2 separate regions of the Sus scrofa genome follow, and region 1 is linked to region 2. The links are chromatin contacts, called in public HiChIP or PLAC-seq maps. All regions are on one chromosome and are shown on one strand. The core of a region is the stretch at or near the end of the contact, and the rest is flanking DNA. Distances in the headings are between cores, read along the strand shown. Region 1 overlaps TPRG1 (tumor protein p63-regulated gene 1 protein). Region 2 overlaps LPP (lipoma-preferred partner).

Region 1 (6,195 bases), core at 1,271-3,770, 770 kb after region 2:
CAAATGTAGATTCTCCTTGTGTGGGTCAGTGGTTTTCTATGCTCTTTCCTGTCAGAGGAACATTTGCATATTCAGGCAGAATGGAATTGTTTAGATGACCCCATGAAAAATGTTGATGTGAAGAGAACCCAGCTCCACGGCACTAATATCATTAAGAAAAAATCTTACCAATAGTAGAGCATTTTCCATCTACAACAGCCTTTTATTTACATTCTTACTCAAGTGCAGGTAAGTTTGAGATGCAGGTAATAGCTACATTTTAAAATGAAGAAACTGAAGTTCAGTGTTATTCCGTTATTTTCTCTAACAATGTTGAATCCCTGCCTTGGACCCAAATGCTCTGATTCTAGAGTGTATTTTTTTTTTTTTTTTACCTTATACAATGGTGCCTGAGGACAGTGATATTTCTAAAATTCTTTATGACTGTACGTAAAGTGGCCATATGTCCCATTTTGCCCAGAAAAGATTTATGCTTTCTGTCACAGCATAATTATCAATAGTATGACTTTCTACTCTAAAAAAAAAAAATGCCCTGTTTTGGACCGGAGAACATATGGTCACCCTATTTATAGGAAGGCTCAGAGAAATTCCAACTTGGGCTGCATGCAATCTTTAAATTTATGTTAAGGCAATCACTAATAAACTACTTAAATGTTAAAAAATAATTGTCATTGAAATATACTACCATGTGTTCTGATGCAATAGTATGTTTGTGTGTATATATACACACACACACACACGTAATATATATGTATATTTACTATACATATATATATAGTATATATATATATACTGGGCAATGAGAGATAGTTGATTTTCTTTTTTTAAAATATGTTTCTGAATTCCCAAATAGTGTACAATGAGCATGTGAAGAATACATAGCTGAAAATAATTTTTAAAATCTTTCATTTAGAATTAGGGGATCTCTTTTAACAGGAGACTCTGAAATCACCACATTGAAGAAATGAAGACCCATAGGTAGGAGTCTAATGACTCCTTCATAATAATAATCCTTCTCACAAGTAGAACAGAGCTTTATATTACCCAGAACTTTCTGACCATATTTTCTCATTTAAACTTTATAAGAATGCTCGCAGTCAGTAAATGAGTCCCCCTCTGAAGCCAGCATGCAGAAGTGGAGTGAATGAGGCCAGTCTGGGACCTCTGAGGTTGTCCTAGTTAAGACTCCACACCACGGACTCTTATACTAATCCTATATTGGCTTTTAAAGCCAACAGCAAGACACTGAGCTTATTGTTGGAGGCTAATTCCTTCCCTTGTGCTGCTAGTCTCTCACTGTGAGCATAGCTAAAGGAGACAGTCAAGCTGCCAGGGAATAACACAGGGGAAATTAAGAGAAGCTTTTCCTTTCTTTAGGCCACCATTTAGCCAGCTGTTAATTTCTATCTCAAACCATTCAACAGTACCCTGACTATAACCTAGAGACTTAGGTTCCAAGCCTGACTTTGTTGTGATAGTGCCTGCCCAGTGAATTATGGTGACTTGCTTTTTCTCGCTGGTCCTGGATTTCTTCGTCTGTACAATGAAAACTGGTAACCAGATCATCACTATGGTTCTCTCTGGCTCTGATAGTGTGCGATTCCAGGTTTCTGAGCTTCTGGGGAAAAGAGTGGTTTCCAAAGTTATATTCCAGAAGCGCCCTTTCTAACTGGGGCTCTACTTTTCTTTGCATTTGGAATGAGCCCAAAGAAAAGGTCATTTTTGCAGACATCTTGAGGTTGTGCTCCAATGTCCTCATTAAATAACAGGAGCCCAGACTGGCAGGCCCAGGGGAATATTCAATCAAGGAGAAAAAGGCCAAGTCATTACTGGAACCCTATCATCAGAGCTGTAAACACAGAATTCATTCCTGGGCTTTAGCTGAAAGCCTTTTCAATCCAGCTCATTCTCCTTATATAGGTTCCGTTTGTCAAATGTGTGTGACCATTCCGATAAGTCACCAGAGGCGGGAAGGGAGAAAGAGAAAGAAAGAAAATTACAACCGTAAATAGACTCTGAACATAGAAAGATCAAAATAGACAGACTCTGGCTTTACTGGATGAGTCACTGCTGCAGCCCAGACCGCAAAAACAAGCGTGGCTTCTCTCCTTAGCGGCAGGCTTCCTGTCTGGAAAGGAAATGCTGCTCTGATTGGAGATATTGCCATTTTACAGACTTCAAAGCAACTTAGGCAACTGAACAGACAAGAGGGGGAGCAGGTAAAACTTCTTCCAAGTGCTTGTCTGGAGAACAAGCTACTCAACTCTGACTTGAAGATGCATGTAAATTCTTTCATCTTCAGCCAATGGTGGTTTTTTTTTTTTTTTTTTTTTTTTTTTAATATGGTGGGCTTCAGTTCTGGTGTGGTGTCTGTATCTTTTTTTCCTTCAATACTTCCTGAGACTTGCTTTTCAGGCACTAAGCAGAGTGCTGTGGGGGATGAACGTGAGGACCATCTAATGAGGAAGTGGGACAAATATACACATCATGACATGATGAAAGAAAATTGTGCTAAAAAGAGGAAATGCATGCGACTATGAGGGTACAAAGAAAACAGAAGTGGACCTTGATGAATGGTCTGCCAGGGTGTGAGATGAGTGTGAAGAAGGCCTATGTGTATTCAGGATTCAGCAACGAGTCAAGGTTTAGCTTGGAGTATGGCAGTACAAATAAGAGAGTGGAAGAAAATAAAGCTTGAAAGACAGATTGGGACCATCTCCAAAAGGGGTTTGAATGAAACATTGGGTCTTGCTTATGTGTTGCGGACATGGGGAGGGGCAGAAACAGTGCCACCCTGGGAAGGTAATATCACCTACTGTGGCAGGTTGGTGGGGGGATGAAAGAGAAGCAAGAACCAGGAGGATCAGTTAGGAGACACTTGCCTAAATAAATCGTGGTCCTTGTGGCATAATAAGAAATATACACTATTATGTTTTTGTCTCTGGTTCTTGGCATAGAGTTCCTAAAGTCCTTGTAATTTCTTGAGTGATAAAAATGTCTTTTGTTTTTTTTCCTAATGAGATGAGTGGTGGCTGGGGGTCCCTATCTAGCTTCAGGATGGAGACTGGTCACCAGAAAGACCAGATATGATCAGAGGGCTGGAACTTTCAGCCCTATCTTCCAACTCCTGCAGAGGGAAGAGGGATGGAACTTGAATTAATCACCAATGGGCGATGATTTCATCAATCATGCCAAAGTAAGGAAACTTCCATAAAAGCCCCTACAATGGGGTTAGGTGGGCTTCCAGGTTGATGAACATATTGATGTACTGGGAGGATAGCTGCCCAGAGGGTGTAAATCCTTCCTGCTGCTCCTCCTATACATTGTCCTATGCATTTCTTCCATTTGGCTATTCCTGATCTGTATCCTTTATAATAAATCCATGATAGGAAATAGTGTTTTTCTGAGTTCTGTGAGTTATTGTGGTAAATTATCAAACATGAGGAGAGGGTTGTGGAAACAAACTGAATTTATAACTGTTTGATCTGAAGTATACATGGTAAGACTTGCTCTGAAGTGAGGAGACTCTTGTGGAAATGAGCTCTTAACCCAAGGGTCTGCCATAACTCTGAGTCATTAGTGTTGGAGATTTGGTTGGTGTGGGAAATCCTCCCACACACATTTGGTGTACAAGTGGTATGAGTACAATCAGCCCATTGCTTCCCACCTAGAACATTCCCCCTGGGGTTAGAGAGAAGAAGATCTATAGGAGAGAGTGAAGGTAATATGTCTGAACTTCTAATCCAGTCAATGAAGATATCAATGTAAAAATACTCACCATCATAGAATGCGTTAGTGTATGTTGAAGTCATGCAGCTGACCTGCCAGCATCAGCTGTGGCCAACTCACTTTGATACAAACACAGGAAGACTGCTCATTTGTAGAAATATGGGGTAAATAGTTTTAGCTGGTTTACTCAGACTGCAGGCTTGATTTGCTAGTGGGGGTTCTGAATACTATAGTTTGGCTACTCAACCACAATTTTTTTTCCAGCCTATAATTTCTTTCCAGCCATGGTCCCAGCCCCTGGCCTTTGCAAAACAGTGGTGCTTAGAAGAAAGAGCACACACTTATCTATTGGCTCTGTTCTGTCCCCTGTGTGACCCTGGGTAAGTCGCCTGCCCTCCCTGGGACTTGGTTTCCTATCTGCAAAATGAGCTTGTTCTATGAGTCAGTGTTCAAGGCCCCTTGAGGCTCCAACAGTTTAAGATGTATATTTAGAACAGGCAGTCTCCATTGCTAATGTTATCGTTCATAAAACAAACCTATCTCATTGAGGCCTCCTGACAACCTGAGGAAAAAACAGTGCAGGTATCATTATTTTAACATATTCTACAGATGTGTAAATTGAGCTGTAGAGACATGTAGAATGTAGGTAATTTTACAGAGGACATAAAGTAATTTGATGATATAGTTGGGACAGGAGCCTTGGCTACCTTCAGCCCAGTGCTCTCTCCACTCTCCCAGGCTGCACGGCTGCCTAGGAAGGGTCAATGAAGTACATTGTAAGGAAGACACTCAGCTTTCATGAGAGTTCTTGAATATCCTGTATTTCCATTTTTTCTCCCCAGTGAGACCAGGCCAAAAGAAAAGGAATCATTTTATGGGTCATTGCAAAAGTTTTACTAATGAAAGATATTTCTTTAACAAACCAATTCTATTCTTTGAGTTGTGTGCAGATGTCAAAGTCTGTTGTGGTCATTACTTTGGTCATGCAGTCATGACCAGCTTCAAGAGGTTATACACTTGGATATGATTAGCAGACAGAAGCTGAACCATCTACACTTCAGTATGGGCCCCTTCGGCCATAAAATCATCCTAGCTCTAGGCCCAAAGGGACCTTGGAATTTAGCCAATCCAATGCCCTGTCTAGTGCTTGATCTTTTCTGCAATGGTGGTCTAGCATCTTCTTGACTACAGCATCAGGTCTTCTGGAACCGTATCATCAGCTCTCTGTTGACATCTTAACATGATTGCCTCATAGTCAACTTCACATTCAACAGGACTGAAGCAAAACCTATGTTACCATCCTCAAATAATTCTCTCTCAAATTGCACTGCCAATCATTCAGTCCAACAAGCTAAAACCTTGTCCTTTTAGATCTATTCTTCTTCTGCACTTGGTAAGTCCAATTATGCATCCTCTGAACCCTCTCACATGCATGCCCTTTTGTACTCACTTCCACTGTCCCCTGTCACGGGGCATATTTTCACCATATTTCCCTGGACAATCTATGTAGCCTCCTGACTCTTTTTTTAGGGACTTTGATAGGCAAATGCACATTTAAATTTCTAAATGGGAATACAGGATGCATTTCCCAAACTTATTGGCCACAGGACATTTTTTTTCCCCAGAGCATCTCCTGAAAAATGCTAGTTTTGCCATTCCAGATGAATTGCAGCCCCCCTATCATTGTCACATGTGTCCACCCCTCTTTGTCACTGCCCTTGTTATTTCCTCTGCTTAGCATGCCCTTCTTCCTGGCTCTTGCCATCTGGGGAAATCCTACGCATGTTTCACGGCTCAGTTCAAATGTCTCCTACTCTCTGAAGTAGGAGAAGCCTTCTTTGATCCCACGTCTCAGCATAACGTCTGAGCTCTCAGAGAAATGTGTTACTTGTGTTTCTTATAATGTTTAAATTATATTTTAGTTGTATGTGTTTGTGTCTGTCTCCCAACAAATTCTAAGCTCCTTAAGGGCTGGGAACTATATTTTATTCATGTCCCTGTCACAAGTCTAGAATGGTGATTCTGTTCTCTTTCACTTCCTTCAACATTGATTGAGTAACTTATGGCAGATGCTTGATGAACTTCATGCAATACACAAGCTTACAATTATAGCGCAGTGGTCTCCGGCCTCTTCCCCTCCCTCACTACTACCCAGTCTAGATGGCAGCCAGTGGTAATTATGCTGGGACATGGGAACATGAGAGAGGGAGATGGAGTGAGTGTATTGGCAATTACAGCACAGGATTGGTATGGTAGAGTGCTTTGGAGAAAGGAGAGCCACTCATGGAGAGCAGATATTAGGGAAAATTCCCAGCTTAAGTATCAACTTGTGTATTTACTGAGCATCTGCTCTGTGCAGGGCATTTGTGGGGACATATGAACCCTCAAGGAGCTTCTTGTAAGTAGTTGGATTGGTAAAGACTCCTGGGTCCTGTGCATAGAAACCCAATCTGCTAGCTGGACTGC
Region 2 (6,379 bases), core at 982-3,481:
GGGAACTCCTAATTACTAGGAAAGATTCTTATGTAAGTAAACTGGGATTACTTAGGTTAAGCATCTGGCAGAGCACCGGACACTGTTCAACAACAGAGCATCTCAATGAAGTTGTAGAGACTCACTTATGAGCCTGGGCTCTAGTACCATTTGAAATTGGATGATTTCTATAACTTCAGTGTGACTAGGTTACTAAACCTCTCTGAGTCCCAGCCTAAATGGATTTTATTTGGGATTAAATATATCTTGCCTACTAAGTTGGAAAGATTAGAGAACCTTTGTTAAAGACCTAGCACAGTGGTGTTTCTCAGCTTCTGGCCCTGGGTTGACCCTCCCCACTGCCCCAGCTTCTGTGGAGTGATGAGATGGACTCTCTGGGGTGATGTGCCACACAGGTGCTGATGGAAATTTCCCTCAGAGTCAAGGTGCTTTCCTGTCTCCTGGGCAGAAAACATTCTTCTCTGGAAACCTGACCTATAAAGTTGATTTAGTTATGGAGAGGCTGATTTTAGGAGGATACAAACCAGAGTATGTATGGAAAAGTGCAGCCAGTCTGGTGGAGGTTGTTTTAAGAACTTTCATGTGAAGAGCTGTTGAAGAGCTGGCAAGAAAGATGGACTTTGGGTGCCAGGAGAAGGTTGAGATGGTGATGGAGAGATGAGGAAGTGCTTGTCCAGGGTGGAAGTGACCAGGCCTAACACAGGAGAGTAGCAGGTGAGGATGGAAGGGTGGGGCTTAGCAGAAGGAAGATGGGGATTAGGAGGCCCAAGGAAGAGGTGGAGGGTTCAGATCAGAGTACTGGGTGCAGAGACACCACAGAACAATGAGGGTGTAGTTGTGGGGCTTCCAGAATAAGGACAGGAGCTTTCTGTTGTCACCATCCTACTAGGGAGAAGAAGGAATGGTCCTAGATGTTTTTATATGTGTGTGTGCATGAGTATGTATTAGTAATAGGACCAAAGAGGTTGGGGACTTACCCAAGGCCATGCAGCTAGGAAACATCTTTCATTTGCTTAAAGTGCTAAGTTTGGTAATGACTATGAGTGACAGAAATGGGCAGGAGGAGTGTGTAGGGAAAGGGCCTGGGCCCCATTTCCTGCTCCCTCCCAGGCAGGTAGTGAGTAGGAGTTTTAAGTTTCACTGTTTGATAGCATCACCTCCTCTGCTTTCCCAGAAATTATTCCTCGAAGTATGACTCGAATCGTTACTCTGCTGGGAGATGTCTCAGTTCAGAGCTGACTTTCTGCTATGGTTGTTTACTAGAAAAATGGTGGCCCTGGCAGTTCAGAGGTGGCATAATGAAGTGAAAGAACAGGGGGCCTGGATCTGAGAGTTGGCCCTGCTCTCAGAGGCAAATGAGATTGGGTGAGTGAATACACATCTTAGTGCCTGGCTTTTTCCTCTGTAAATTGGAGGATGATGATTCCTACTTGATGAATTTGTTGTGACGATGCTTTGCGAATTGCAGTGTTGGTCCTGGTACAGTAAAGTGTCTGGACTTGGATTTTGTTTCTGTGTGTATGCAGCAGAGGGGGAGGTGGTGAGTTGGTCAGCTCTCATGGCTGGTGCAGGTCTCTACTAGTAAGGTTAGACCCGCATTTTCTTCTTTTGGAGGTGGCATGTCTTGAAATATTGTGATTACTGCCTGCTTGGCTCTACCCTGCCTTGGCCTGATCACTCGTCTAGCATTTCCCCTTTAACCCCAGCTATGGGCTGAGAATCTCCTAGCTCTTGTGTTACTTGGGTGGATTTCTGAACTTCTGGGCCTTTATTTCTTCATCAGCAAAGTGGGGAAAATAATCAGCTCAGCTGCTGTTTGTATTGTGAGGATTTGCTGAAGAAAGAGATGTGAAAACCCACTGTAAGTTGTATTGAACCTTGGTATTTTTGGAGCCCATTTTCTTTCTTTTCTCCCTTCTGCTAATAGCCAGGGGCTATCTTTGGCCTTCAAAAAATGAAGCTGTACAGAGTAAGAAACGGGAGCTTTAAAGGAAGGTGACTCTCCAAGGCTCCAGAGTGAATTGGCGTCCTGGATCTGTGCCCAGTTTTGTCACAACATGTCAGATTCCTCCCTTCTGTGCAAGCCTGTTTTGTCCATGCCTATGACTTTCCCTGGGGGGAAATAGAAACTTCTGGACAGGGTGTCAGCTCTTTGAAGCCTTGAAGGTGGTGGGAGAAGTCTGTGGAGTGGCTGCTGCGGCTGTTGAGGTTCCTGTTCACTGCCCCTGGTGTCCAGCAGTGACTAGTAACTTGGGTATTTCGGTTTGGGGTGAGTCACCAGGCCCATGAGCCAGAGGACCTGTGTGTGCTTGGCAGCAGGCTGGGATTAATCCGAAGGCAACACTGCTCGTCCTGACCCCAGGACCCGCATACTCTGGCTGGATGAGGAAGTCCTCTCTGATCCTCAGTCACCTTAGCTACATATGGAAGCTTCTGGAGAAAAGATTTTTCTCCTTTCCTGCTTTATGGGGTTCATGTGGAAATCAAAGGACAGAAGGGATTTTTAATAAATAATATTTCAATATTCAGGTAACATTAGTTTCTGCTTCTTAAGACAGGCAGCTGATTTCTCTTCTTTGCTCCCTGCCAGAATTAATGTATTGATACCAAAAAAGAAAACCAGGTAAAGTCCTGAGGATGGTTGGTTAACAATCCAGTGTTTTTTATTTTTGTATTTGGTGTCTGAGGTCTCTGAATTTAAGCCTGCACTATGTCAAATATGTCTTGGGGGTACAAAGTAAGAAGGGACCATGTAAATGTAAATCAAAGCACAAGTTCAAGATCTCAGGTTTTCCTGACATGTCTATCTTGTTTTACAATATTCCATTCTTCACAGACACTGGGGCTCTGGCTCCTGTGGAGACACTTCTTACAGAGACGTAATCTTTTGGCTCACAAGGTCTATATGTGGGAAACTGAGTCCCAACAAGGCCTCGCATGGAGGAAATGGCAAAAACAGAGATGAGAAGCCAGCTCTTGGGATCCTCAGTTCCCTGTTCATTCTGACACATCACTCTTCCCTCCTGTCAGGTGAAGAGAGAAGCCAGATGGTTTGACAAATGGTTCTTGTTGCTGTCAAATCTGGCTTCTCTTTCTGCTCAGAAAGACAGTTCTTACCTTCCCTTTTTTCGGGGGATTAGGAGGGGTGGCGGAGAGGGAGGGAGGTGTATGGAGGATGAAAAACATTTTACTGCCTGGTTCTGTGGCAGAGATGACCAACAAGCTCTCGTTTCTTTGTCAAGTAGTGAAGCTGAGGCGATGAGGCATCGTCACCTTGAATTTAGAGCACACAGAGGCCTAGAAATGGCAGGCTGTATTAGGAGACAAACATTGATTTTGTATATATTCATCTGAAAAAAAAAAAGTTTAAGATGCCATATCCATAAATACTAATAAGGCTGTCTGATTCCAATTTTCAGGTGAGATTAGCATTTTATTGAGTATTTTATCTGTCAGATTCAATACTCAATGTACCATCCTCCCAGGCTTATTAGCATAATTGCTGTGCTTAAGCAACAATAAAAAATTCAGCAGTAAAATAGCAGTTAGTGCAGGCAATTTGTTATCAAAAGCTTTTACTTAAGGACAGCTCCAGCCTGCATTTATTAGCAAGTTAGGGTTATAATTTATTTTTATTTGGAAAAACAAAAGGGGGGGAAGATTTTTGCTTTTTTTGTTTTGGAAATAATAGAGAAATTAAAAGGCATTGCCTCTCTGGGAAATTGTCTACATCCGTTCTTCTTGTGCCCAGAGCAGGCTGGGATGGGAATGGATTCCGCTTGTGAGGTACAGTGGCTCAGACGAAAAGTCACTCTCCTCAGCATTGGAATAAGTGGGTAGTAAACGCCCATTTATGTTAGTACAGGTGTTTCCAAAACACTTTTTGTATCCCTTTTGTTGCTTAAATCTCAGACTAGTCCTGTGAGGGCTCCCTTTGGAGCATTGGAGACAGAGTTGGAATGGTTTTTTGTAGATGGGGCAGTTGGGGGTACTCTTACAGCTGTTTTTCCTTTGAAGTCCTGGTTGAAGCAATTCTGCCATATGAATTTTCTGTTTATATCAAGTGTCCTCCATTTCTTGTATTTATAATCTATCTCTCTCTGTCTCTTTTCTCTTTCTGCCCCCACCCCGCTCCGGCTCTCTCTTGCTCACTAGTTCAACTGACTCAGGAAAGCCCTGTGATGATCATCTGTGAGGAACTCAGTGCAAAAATAGATGATTTTATAAATAATGTGGTAGTTTTTATAGAGAAGACAGATAATATTTTAAAAGGTGGAGGTTGGGAAGTCATTTTTCTTTGTTTCTTAGGAAATGTATCAGAAGTAAGAACACTAAATTGAAGCTTTTGAGTATGTTTTAGGCTTCAATTATGAGTAATAATTTTCACATTGAAGGTAACGTTTTGGGTGAAAATGGACAACTGAAGCTCCCAAGTTTTCAGAGAAGTTATCTTAGCATCTTAGGATTTCTTTCCTCAGTAAGTTCGGAGAAAGATTATATGAGCATTGACTCTGAATATCTCTAATGTGCAAGGTATGTGCTGGCCATTGTGGGGTTTAGGGATCAGATCAGAAAGGGCTGTGAGACTCAAGATGTGTTTAGACTATTAGAGAGGAAATTCATAACAAAACAGCTTTTTTTTTTTTTTTGCAAGTACGATTCTTTATGACCCCCTCTCTTTTTAAAAATTAAAGCATGATTTATAATGTGCCAATTACTGCTATGTAGCAATGTGACTCTGTCAATATATATATTGACACATTCTTTTTTATATTATTTTCCATTGTGGTCTATTCCAGGAGATTGGATATAGTTCCCTGTTGTGTACAGTAGGACCTTATTTATCTGTTCTAAATGTAATAGTTTGCATCTACTAACCCCAAACTCCCAGTCTGTCCCACTGGGCTCTATATATGACTCTAGTAGGAATTGATTTTAGATTCTGCCATTTAATCTTCATGTTTCATTCAATTATTAGTGAATTTTTATTGAGTACTAATTATGTATTGGTCACCGTCATAATACTTTACATGCATGATCTCATTTAATTTTTATAGCAATACTCGAGGTGGTGGCAAGTACTCATTACTATTGTGAGGAAGTTGAGGCAAAGGGAAGCTAAGTAACTTGTTAAAATCACACAGCTGGTGATGGCACCTCTCTGCTCTTCCTGTCTCCTAAACGCATGTTCTTTCCACTGCATCGCTTGGCAAAAAATGAATGAGTAGCTAGCTAGGCAGATAGACAGTACCAGTGATGATTACAGGGCTGGGTTGTTCATTGATATCAGAGCTGGGGCAGAATCTGTTTACAAAGAGAACTAAACTTGAAGCTGGTAGGGGTTCAAATCCTAGTGTGCTGCCCAGTATTTTTTTAAAACCTTGGTTAAATGACCTCTTAGTATCTCAGTGTCTTTCTTTGAAATCTCCCTCCAGTGTCACTGTGATTAAATTAGAAAATGTATATGAGAGCTTTAAATGGTGCCTCCTGGTTGGGTGTGTAGCAAGTGTTGGGAATACCCAGGAATAGGCAGTCTGTGCACAGTTAAGAACAGCTATTAAAGCCAGACTCCTAGGGTTTAAATCTCTCCACTGTGTGACATTATAGAATCTCAGGTAAATAGCTTTATCTCTTTTTTTGCCTAAAGTTACTCATCTATAAATTGTAGTTACATCATATTATCATTGTAAGGGTTAAATAAGTGAAGAAATAAGTTAAAAATGTATGTAAAAATATTTAATGATACCTGGTATAGCAAGCCCTCTTATTATTCTGTCCTGCTTCAATAAGGAGGGATAGGTACCGAGTGAAAGTTTTAGGATCCTGGCCTATTCACTCAAGGACCAGAAGCACTTTAGCCTGGAGTATAGGAATTGCTATCCACAGCCACTCATGATCTTGGAGAAGTTTTGGCTTCTTTGTCCCTAATTCTTGATTATCTGCAAATGGTAGTTGAGAGTACCATTGATAGAGGTATGCCTGGGGAGTAGGCATCTATGTCCTTGATAAGCTGCTTCCTGGAGCATCTCCAAGTAGCTACTGAGGGTTAGTTTGCTGCTCAAAGATGGTGTGTAGGGTGGAAGGTTTTCTTTGTCACCCAGGCAGATGTTGTCTTCCCTTCACCCAGTCCACATGTGCCTGGGTTCTGTCCTCAGAGCTGTCTCCCACTTCCCTCCTCTTCCAAAAGACATTGATATACTGGGGCCACTTCTTCCTGGGACTGTTTTTCCTGCACCAGAAGGAGGTGAGCTGGGATTTTGGCATGACACAATTTTTTTTTTTTTTTTTTTTAAGTCTTTTTAGGGCCACACCCTCGGCACATGGAGGTTCCCAGGCTAGGGGTCGAATCAGAGCTGTATCCGCTGGCCTATACCACAGC

Evidence for each region. HiChIP or PLAC-seq counts read pairs in DNA pulled down with a chosen protein or histone mark.
Region 1: an H3K27ac HiChIP or PLAC-seq map of alveolar macrophages shows a contact between it and region 2. The contact joins two enhancer-like sites. A contact is called at or near these places in 1 of 47 Hi-C or Micro-C datasets (embryonic fibroblasts) and 1 of 2 datasets of contacts at active chromatin or transcription factors (alveolar macrophages).

The regions. Positions count from the first base shown.
Region 1 is chr13:126,680,166-126,686,360 of Sscrofa11.1, forward strand. The region is part of intron 2 of TPRG1 (tumor protein p63-regulated gene 1 protein); the gene reads left to right. Among named protein-coding and RNA genes, the nearest start is that of TPRG1, 150 kb to the left of the region's middle. Within about 2 kb of position 2,521, at least 19 of the 83 cell types and tissues checked have an H3K27ac peak or open chromatin away from gene starts, as enhancers often do. A contact at or near this core is called in alveolar macrophages, where this site is marked.
Region 2 is chr13:125,907,355-125,913,733 of Sscrofa11.1, forward strand. The region is part of intron 2 of LPP (lipoma-preferred partner); the gene reads left to right. Among named protein-coding and RNA genes, the nearest start is that of LPP, 130 kb to the left of the region's middle. Within about 2 kb of position 2,232, at least 21 of the 83 cell types and tissues checked have an H3K27ac peak or open chromatin away from gene starts, as enhancers often do. A contact at or near this core is called in alveolar macrophages, where this site is marked.